Regions from separate parts of the Triticum aestivum genome. Here region 2 is linked to region 1. A link is a contact called in public Hi-C data. All regions are on one chromosome and are shown on one strand. Each heading gives the region's core, a stretch centred on a gene start, on an enhancer-like site or on the middle of the called end of the contact. The rest is flanking DNA. Distances are from core to core; before and after follow the strand shown. Region 1 has its middle 80 kb from the start of LOC123166499. Region 2 holds the start of LOC123169418 (protein DETOXIFICATION 33).

The links. A called contact is a pair of places that touch in the nucleus more often than the background predicts.
Region 2: a Hi-C map of leaf shows a contact between it and region 1, with 3 times the contacts expected there. The contact joins the promoter of LOC123169418 here to the enhancer-like site in region 1. A contact is called at or near these places in 2 of 5 Hi-C or Micro-C datasets (both in leaf).

Annotation. Positions count from the first base shown.
Region 1 is chr7D:265,352,620-265,357,021 of IWGSC CS RefSeq v2.1, reverse strand. No RefSeq gene overlaps it. Among protein-coding and RNA genes, the nearest start is that of LOC123166499, 80 kb to the left of the region's middle. Within about 2 kb of position 2,076, at least 7 of the 8 cell types and tissues checked have an H3K27ac peak or open chromatin away from gene starts, as enhancers often do. A contact at or near this core is called in leaf, where this site is marked.
Region 2 is chr7D:265,488,260-265,492,661 of IWGSC CS RefSeq v2.1, reverse strand. LOC123169418 (protein DETOXIFICATION 33) reads left to right here and starts at 1,910. Exons shown (of 6, transcript XM_044587294.1): 1 at 1,910-2,930; 2 at 3,071-3,157; 3 at 3,351-3,407; 4 at 3,476-3,833; 5 at 3,940-4,026; 6 at 4,112-4,402. The coding sequence starts at 2,086. The coding sequence ends at 4,189.

The DNA.
Region 1 (4,402 bases), core at 827-3,326:
GAAAACCTAGATTCTGACCCCGTGTGGTAGAATCTGGTGACGGAGGCGCTTGAGCGCTGCTCCATTCTTGAAGGCGTTGCTGTTGAAGAACATCGTCATCCCTGTGATTTCATGAGATGGTTGGTGCGAATATGGTCATTGTTGCAGTTTGCCAAACGCGGATCTGATCGCTTTGTTGTTTTTTTCTCTCTCGCCTATGCACAGCTTTGGTCTTATATGACTTTGCAATTTGTTGGCGTGTTTTTTGTGTGTGTTAGAGTTGGCTGTGTGCATCCAACTATGCAGAGGCCGGATGTGTGCTTATCGTGTTTTGTATCCTCTTGATGCGTCATTTTAAGCCAATGAAAGCTACCAATACAAAGCTTTACAGGGAGAGAACGTGGCCTCATCTAATTGCCCCCTCCCGATTTTCACTGATGGGCCCGCCCTCCTAATTAAATTTCTGCCAATCACAGCCCAGTAAACTCCCGGTAACTTCCCGTACGTCTAGCATTGCTCTAAAAGCTACCCTTTGTCGAAAGAGGAGGGTGTCCGTTGTTTTCGTAACATTGGCATTTAGCCGAGGAGCAAAGCCAACATCACACCCACACCATTTCCGCCGTTGTGTTCGAGTTCTATTGTTTGGGCCGGCCATTTCACATGTTCAAATCCATTTCCCTTGCCCTTGCCCGCAGCTAGTACTACTCATGGCTAGATTAATTAGTACTCCCTCCGTCCGAAAATACTTGTCATACAAATGAATGTATCTAGATGTATTTTAGTTTTAAATATATCCATTTTCATTCATTTTGATGACAAGCAATTCTGGACAGAGGGAGTAGCCAAGTAATCCAAATGCTTGCACCTATGCGTGTCTCCGCCTGAGAGTTGTGTGTCCTCCTTTCTAGGGCATCCACAGTGTATTTAAAAAACTGTACATAAGCTATTGAATAGTCGACAAGCACTAGAATGATAATACCTGGTACATATAGCGATGAAAATTGAATTTCAATCACAAAGCTATGAGTTGGTTGTTCTTACACAAGGGACCCAGCTTATGAGTTGGTGCATTTAGTTATCTAATTATGGCTTCGTATGTGAATTCTATCATAAGGTCAAATTTGGTCATATACTGTACACTGCTGATGCCCTCAGTAGTACGCGCGCAGTTTTCCTTTTGCTTGCAAACCAAGCGTACGGCCGCGTGCTTGTTCACAGCCGAAATGAAGACGTCATTTACTAACCTATGACTATGATACGCCAGCACGCTCCGGAACATTCCAGAACGAAGCAAAGCATCCATAGAGATCAACGAATAAGAGAACACAAAGAACAAACAACTTGCTAGTTGGGAAGCGTTCTGCTGCATCATCAAAATTCAAAACTATTCAAAACTCTGTACAAAGCTAGCCTTGCTGCTTTCCACGACCATGACCACTCGCACAGGGGAAAAGGTAAATAGAGGCAAACACCTTACAAAACGACGTATTTACACAAATGCGCAGTTAGCCCAGTGGGCCGATCGATCTGATCCCTCCTATCGATACCCCGTGACCTCCTCCCTCCTCCGCTTGCCGCCGGCGTCCGTGCGCTTAAGCGGCCGCGTGGCGTGGTAGAGCTCCGCCACCCGCCGGTACCGCTTCCTCGCCCTCCTGTCCAGCCACGGCGCGCCGTCATCGCAGCCGCCCTTCCTCGCCGCCGCCTCGGTGTTGTTCACCGACTGCACCGACCGCGAGGACGACGTCGGGGATGTCGCCTCCGCTCCCCCGCTCACGCTGAGCTGCACCAGCTGGTCCGCCGCCGCCAGGTCGGCCTCCGTGAAGAACCCGTCGGCCAGGCCCGGCATCATGGACACGGGCCTCTCCACCTCCATGCTCTCTCCCTCTCTAGATCTCGAGGCTGGTGCTGCTGAAGACGAAGAGAGAAGCAGATTGCTTGTAGAAATGGTTGGATCGATTTGAAAAGGACGCCGTGGGAGAGCCGGGAGCCGTATATATAGCCCCACACGTGGGAGGAAAAACCGACTTGGGGTGTACGGTGCGTCGGGTCGCCGGAAGGTGGGACCCACCATGTCGGCTGGGCCCGTGGCTGCGGTGGCGACTGTTGGTGGGGAGGTGGGGGCCAAGGTGGCCAACGCCCAACGGGATAGGGACACGTGGAGGCGCTTAGTGGTGTGCTGGCGTCAGCAATGCGCGGCAGATGGAGCGAGGGATCGGGGTGCGCGCGTCGCGTTGCGGACGGTGCTGGGAAAGCTGGATGCTCCCTGTCCCTGTGTGTGCATCTGTGTCTGTGTGTGCACGTATTATTTCAGCTGGACATCGCCGTCTTTCCCGCTGACTCGTCTCGTCGGCCACACAAGATCTTGGACGAGGATATGTGTCTGCGTAAATTTTATGCTGTCAGACGACGAACCGACCGACCTTGCTGAAGGTGGACGAGATATTTTTGCCTTGCGGCCGGCCCTAGTTTTATTATCTGGCCACACACAAAAAGCTAGTAGGAGCCTCTTAGTTCAAAGAATTTTCATATAAATTAAGGTTTTTGTCCTTTTATGATTTTTTTTGATCTTGTTTGGTTTCTAGAATTAGAAACCATAAAAGAAAAATACAAAATCTACTTCACACACAATTTTAAACGGGATTTATTGCGTTGAGTCTAACTTTGTGAAAAATCTTTGGTAATTATTACATTGGATTGTACTAAGAGCAATTCTAACTTATCCCCTAAAAATAAAGAAGGATCCGGCAAAGTAAACCCTTGATGGAGTATTTTTACTTCACTAAGTTTGGGCGGACCTACCCGATCCCCTAAATATAATGAAGTAAAAAAATTATTTCATCTTCATTTCATTTTCCGCCATCGAAACGAATTTCATTGCATCTTTTCATGGAACGACATTTTGATACATTTTGTTTGAATAACATTTTGATACATTGGAGCACATAATTTATAAATTCCTCGCCACGAGAACAAGATCAAAGAAAACAAAAACCACAATTAGACACTTTAATAGATATCCAATTTTCATAACTGCTCCCACTAATATTTTCTCTCTGTCTTCATTGTTGATTCTTTCTATTGGCTTCTCGAGCTTGCACGCTTCTTTCTTCTTTGGTTTCGACGAATTTGATATTGTGTTGTATCTAGTCTCATCTTTAGTCTCTACTCTAGAGAGGATTGCCAAATTTCTCTCTACCAATTGATCGATGTAATCTTCTTCCCAGTACGAAAACTTGCATCCATCCTACACACAAATTTGAGCAATCAATGAGCTACAAACGACGCTGAATCTGAAGTACAACCGTATCAAAAGAAGCATTCACCCCGTCTTTTTTGAACTTGAAGAACACCCATCCAAGGTGTTCCGGCGTGGTGGAAACATGGCACACCACCTGCCGCGGGCAATCGGGCGCACTTTATGACCGGCAACGGGGAGCCGACGGGATACTGGACCAGTGCCGAGCCACGACTTCCAATGTTGATTGTTTTTTCGAGTGTTGATTGTTTTTTTCTGCCACGACTTCCACGAATATCATTCCCTGATGAAACTTGGCAAGCACTTAAAACATTTGTCATTCTTTGCCACCAACTTTTTTTTGAATTTTTTGAATTTTTTACATTATACTATTCATGGTGGTATGATAAGAACTCAACTCGGATGGGCACTTACCAACACTTTTGTCATGAATGCAAGTGACATTGACATATTGGTGATGTTTTTCGAAACATTTTGGTAGCTTATTTGTATTTTTCTGACTTAGTATGAATTAATTATGAAGTTTTCAAAGTGACAGTTAAACGGTCAAAGGGCAAAAGCACAAGACGCCAAATTGGGTTGGGCAAGACCACGTGTTTTCAAAAACTATGGGCAATCCTGACGAGGGGGACACACCTAAGGGTATAAAACCAATTATCCCTTTTTCTGTGGTTCAAAAAGTTAATGCTATCTTACATCCATGTCGATGGAATGTTTCACTCACAAAGTGTCTAACATCACAAAGATCTCGGTTACGAGACTCCACGAAGGAACGGTCCATGAAGGACACTCACCCACAAAGGGTTCATGAAGGAGAAACCAATCTACTCTACTACGTGTGCTCTTGGAATACTGCAAATCAAAGTGACCCTTTTATGCTGTTTCTGGAATTAGAGTTAAACCATCTGTAGTTCTTCTATAGAGCAGTTAATGAAAAATGATGTCAATATGTGGTGACAAATTCTTTTACTGAAACTTCCCCATTAGTAGTCACAAGCACTACTGGGAAAGGGCTTATAGGTGAACCCCCATTAGTGGCGCGCACAGTTTAGCACCCACCACTGCTAAACTAAAAAAATTACCAGCAGCAGGCGATAAAACCCGCACGCCACTCCTATTGGCTAACCAGTGGCGGGCTTCAGTTTGCGCCCGCCATTAGTACAAGTT
Region 2 (4,402 bases), core at 661-3,160, 140 kb before region 1:
AATCAAACTAAGACAAGATCAAAGCAATAAGGTTTTGTAAGAAGGAATGAATTGATGACATTGGTATTATCCATTAAGAAAAAGAAAAATGAAAACATATCTACAACAAAAAATGAAAAAAATGCACACAATATACAAGAAAATTGCGCCTTTTTTAAAATACCCAAGAATAAGCATATAATGCTGAACATCGATATTACCCTTAATGAAGAAAGAAAATAAAATAATAACTAAATCGAAATCAAAATAATAAAGTTTTATAAGAACAACGAATTAGTGGCATTGCTATTGCTCTTTAAAAATAAATATAATGAAAATGTGAAGAAAAAAACTTGCACACAACTTTGCACTAAAATTGCACTTTTGTAGTATACGAACAACAATCATATGATAGTGTAATATTTACACATATTGTATAGTATTTGTATGTATATATTTACACTCACCCAACACCAAAAAATACCTACCAAGAAAATAATAAAATCCAACTAATAAAGAATAACAAAAAAACACATAAAAATAGGTTTCTGTTAAAGAAAAAACGAAAGGGGAGAGAGGAGGGCTGGGCAGCATACGTGAGCTTCAGGCCAGTAGAAAGTTGACTGACCCAAATATTTGGTCAGTCAAAAACAAAACGTAAGCCAGCTCACAGAACAGTACAAATCTCAAAGCAAAAATCAATGTCCAATAAGTTGACTAACCCAAAATTAATACTCAGGCGACTTGCGTATAGTTAAATTGAAAAAAGTTACTTCATGTAAGTTTGACAATGGATCGACACCGCTATACCGAAAAAAGCTTCTGCGCCCCTTTATAAATAAATTGACAACTGAAAAACATACAAAGGTAGCGCACACACTATCTCTGCTGGGGATTCCAGCTATACAAGAGAAGCTCAAAACAGCTAAAGAGGAGATATGAGCTAATGTAAGCTAAGCACAAGCCTAGCAACAGATATCTTGATCGTATCATTTGAGTAAACGCATAGTGGTCATAGACATGGACAGCGGGGCACCACTATATATACAAAGCACTTGAAAACCTCTTAGCAACCGAGATCTTAATCGTATCAACTGAGTAAACGCATAGTAGTCACATAGACATGGGCAGACGTGGGTTAAAAGCATTTATACAAACATTGCGTTGTTCGGTTCGTGTACTTTCATTATGAGGTCGTGGGTGAAGTCCTGACACAAGACAGGGTCCTTGAATCCTTGATGCTTCAGTAGCCAGTTCAGAACTTCAGATCATGTAACTTAGCTGTTGCTGTGTTTTTTACGCAGTAGGCAGTCCGTCAATTTTCTGTGTTACTTCTTGTGTTTTTCCTTGGTTAATGGTTTTACATTTTCAGTGGCAGCAAATAGCAGGTGTTGTTTCGTAAACAAGTAATCATGGAGTAGATAAGAGTGACGACATGCGTGCAAGCCGCGCTGTACGCTAAGCCGTCCAGCGTTTGTCTCCTATAAAACCTGGATGGCGACTGCGAGCGATCCGATCGAAAGCGAAAGCGACGGGATCTACTAGTAATCTATACGGATAATACTGGACTCACGGGCTCCTTCAACGACCTTCACGGAGTGGCCTACGTGCCATCTTCTAATTTGCCCCTCCTGATTTTCACTGTGGGACCTGCGAACCTTAATTAAATCACTTAATCAACCCCGTAAGCTCCCCGTGAGTGTAGCCCTAATCTATACTACCCCGACTTACTACTACTAGCAGTATTTGCATAGCAGTGGACTGGATTGATTAGTGGACACGCGCTTTGTGGAGTATTGTACTATCAAATAACATAAGCTGGACATGAGATTTGCGTTGTCGAGACGGCGTGGCTCATCTTGTTCGCCACCTCGGTTTTCGCCTATATAGCCCAGAGAGCGCGCCGGTTAACTCGCAAAGGATAGTGCCGTCACCATAGGAAGCGGAAGCACCAAGTGTCGTCTGCTCGATCGGGCAGTTGACTGGTAGCTGCCGCATTGCATTCGTGGTACCGATACCGCACCCTACTGGCAGTGGCAGGCCATATATTTTCCTTTCCAGACCGGTCCAGTCCAGTGTTGACTGTCTTGGGATACAGATCGATCGATGGCTTCGTGTGCTGGCGGCGGTGATGAGCCGCTGACGGAGGCGCTGCTAGCGAGGGCGGGCAGCGGCGACAAGGATGACCTGGAGGAGATCCATAGCGTGTCGGCGTTCCTACGGTGCGCGGCGCAGGAGAACCGGCGGCTGTGGTGCCTGGCCGGGCCGGCCATCTTCACGTCGCTGGCGCAGTACTCGCTGGGCGCCATCACGCAGGTTGCCGCCGGCCACCTCACCACGCTCGAGCTGGACGCCGTCTCCACCGAGAACTCCGTCGTCGCCGGCCTCGCCTTCGGGATCATGTACGGCATGGGGAGCGCGCTGGAGACGCTGTGCGGGCAGGCCTACGGCGCCAAGAAGCTCCCCATGCTCGGCGTCTACCTGCAGCGCTCCTGGCTGCTGCTCACCGCCACGGCCGTCTGCATGCTCCCGCTCTACCTCTTCGCCACCCCGATCCTCAGGTTCTTCCACCAGGACGACCAGATCGCCGTCATGGCCGGGAGGTTCTCGCTCTACATGGTCCCGCAGCTCTTCGCCTACGCGCTCAACTTCCCCATCCAGAAGTTCCTGCAGGCGCAGAGCAAGCTGATGGCCATGGCGGCGGTGTCCGCGGCGGCGCTGGCGTTCCACGTCGCGCTCACCTGGTTCCTCGTGGTGCCCATGCGGATGGGCCTCGTTGGCCTCGCCGTCGCGCTTAACGCGTCGTGGTGGTTCGTCGTGCTCGGCCAGCTCGCCTACATCGTCATGGGTTACTGCCCCGGCGCCTGGAACGGCTTTGAGTTCGACTCCCTCGCCTTCACCCAGCTCTTCAGCTTCGCCCGCCTCTCCATCGGCTCAGCAATCATGATCTGGTACGTACACTTCGTACATCTCGGTGGTTCATACATACTGTTTCCTACTTATGGTCCAACTAACTGCCATGAACTGTTGTGATTAATCAACTCTATGTTCCCGCTCTTTCCCTATGGAATTTGCGACCACGGAATGATAGCTTGGAGTTCTGGTTCTACATGTTCCTGATTGTGATCGTGGGCAACCTTCCCAACGCTCAGGTCGCCGTCGCCGCAGTCTCCATCTGGTGAGCTAGCTAGCTGTTATAATTGCTACATACTAGTGATCTAAACGCTCTTATATTAGTTTACGGAGTGAGTACTTGCCAAGCTGAGCAAAACGGTAGCTAGCTTTAGTAAAGAGTAAATAGTACTAATAGTAGTATAGCAGCACTGACATGTTGTGATTTCTGGATGTGGCACATTGGCTGCCGCGTGCAGCACCAATCTGTTCGGGTGGCAGATCATGGTGTTCTTCGGATTCAATGCAGCCATCAGGTAATCTCAATCAATCAATCAGTATCAGTAAAGATCGCTGTCAAATTAATGTGCTAAATAATCTGTAGCGTGAGGGTGTCGAACGAGCTGGGCGCGGGGCGGCCGCGGGCGGCGAGGTTCGCGATCGCGGTGGTGCTCATGTCGTCCGTGGCCATCGGGGTGGGCTTCTTCGTGGCCGTGCTGCTCCTCCGCGACGTCTACGGCGCGCCCTTCACGGAGAGCCCCGAGGTGGTGCACGCCGTGGCCAGCCTGGGCGTGGTCTTCGCCTTCACGCTGCTGCTCAACAGCGTCCAGCCCGTGCTGTCCGGCGTGGCCGTCGGCGCCGGGTGGCAGTGGCTGGTGGCGTACATCAACCTCGGGTGCTACTACGGGGTCGGCATCCCGGTCGGGTACATGATCGCCTTCCCGCTGCGCCGCGGGATTCAGGTACGCGCTCGTGCATGCCTTTGTTCATTTGGCTGGCGAGCTTAAAACAGTTGTTTTCAACGGGCCGTGGGTGTGCGTTTGACTTTGGATGAGTGAGATGTAACAGGGCATGTGGGGCGGCATGCTCACCGGGGTGGGCCTGCAGACGGTGATCCTGATCGCGATCACGATGCGCACCAACTGGAACAAGGAGGTGAGCGATCCTGGTTTGACTGTTGGGTTTCAGCCTCGGGCAAAACGAGACAAGTCCTGATACTGCAGTATCTTGGAATGTGCAGGCAAGCGAGGCGAGCTCCAGGATACGGCAGTGGGGTGGTGGTGGTGGTGCATCGCCCAGGATCCCGGACAGCTTCTAGCGCCTCTGCCTGTTTCTTGGTGGCCAACCAAATCTGATTAATTAAATCTTGTGCGTGTTAGGCGAGCTATAACCAAAACTGGTCCCGTGGGCAGGCAGTCCCTCTTGCCCCGTTTGTGTTTTCTTGTCTACAGCACGCAAACACCGCAAGATCCTTGCGCCGTGGTATGAAGACGGAAAGGCAAAAGGTTACTGGGAGATCCCCGTGACTGAG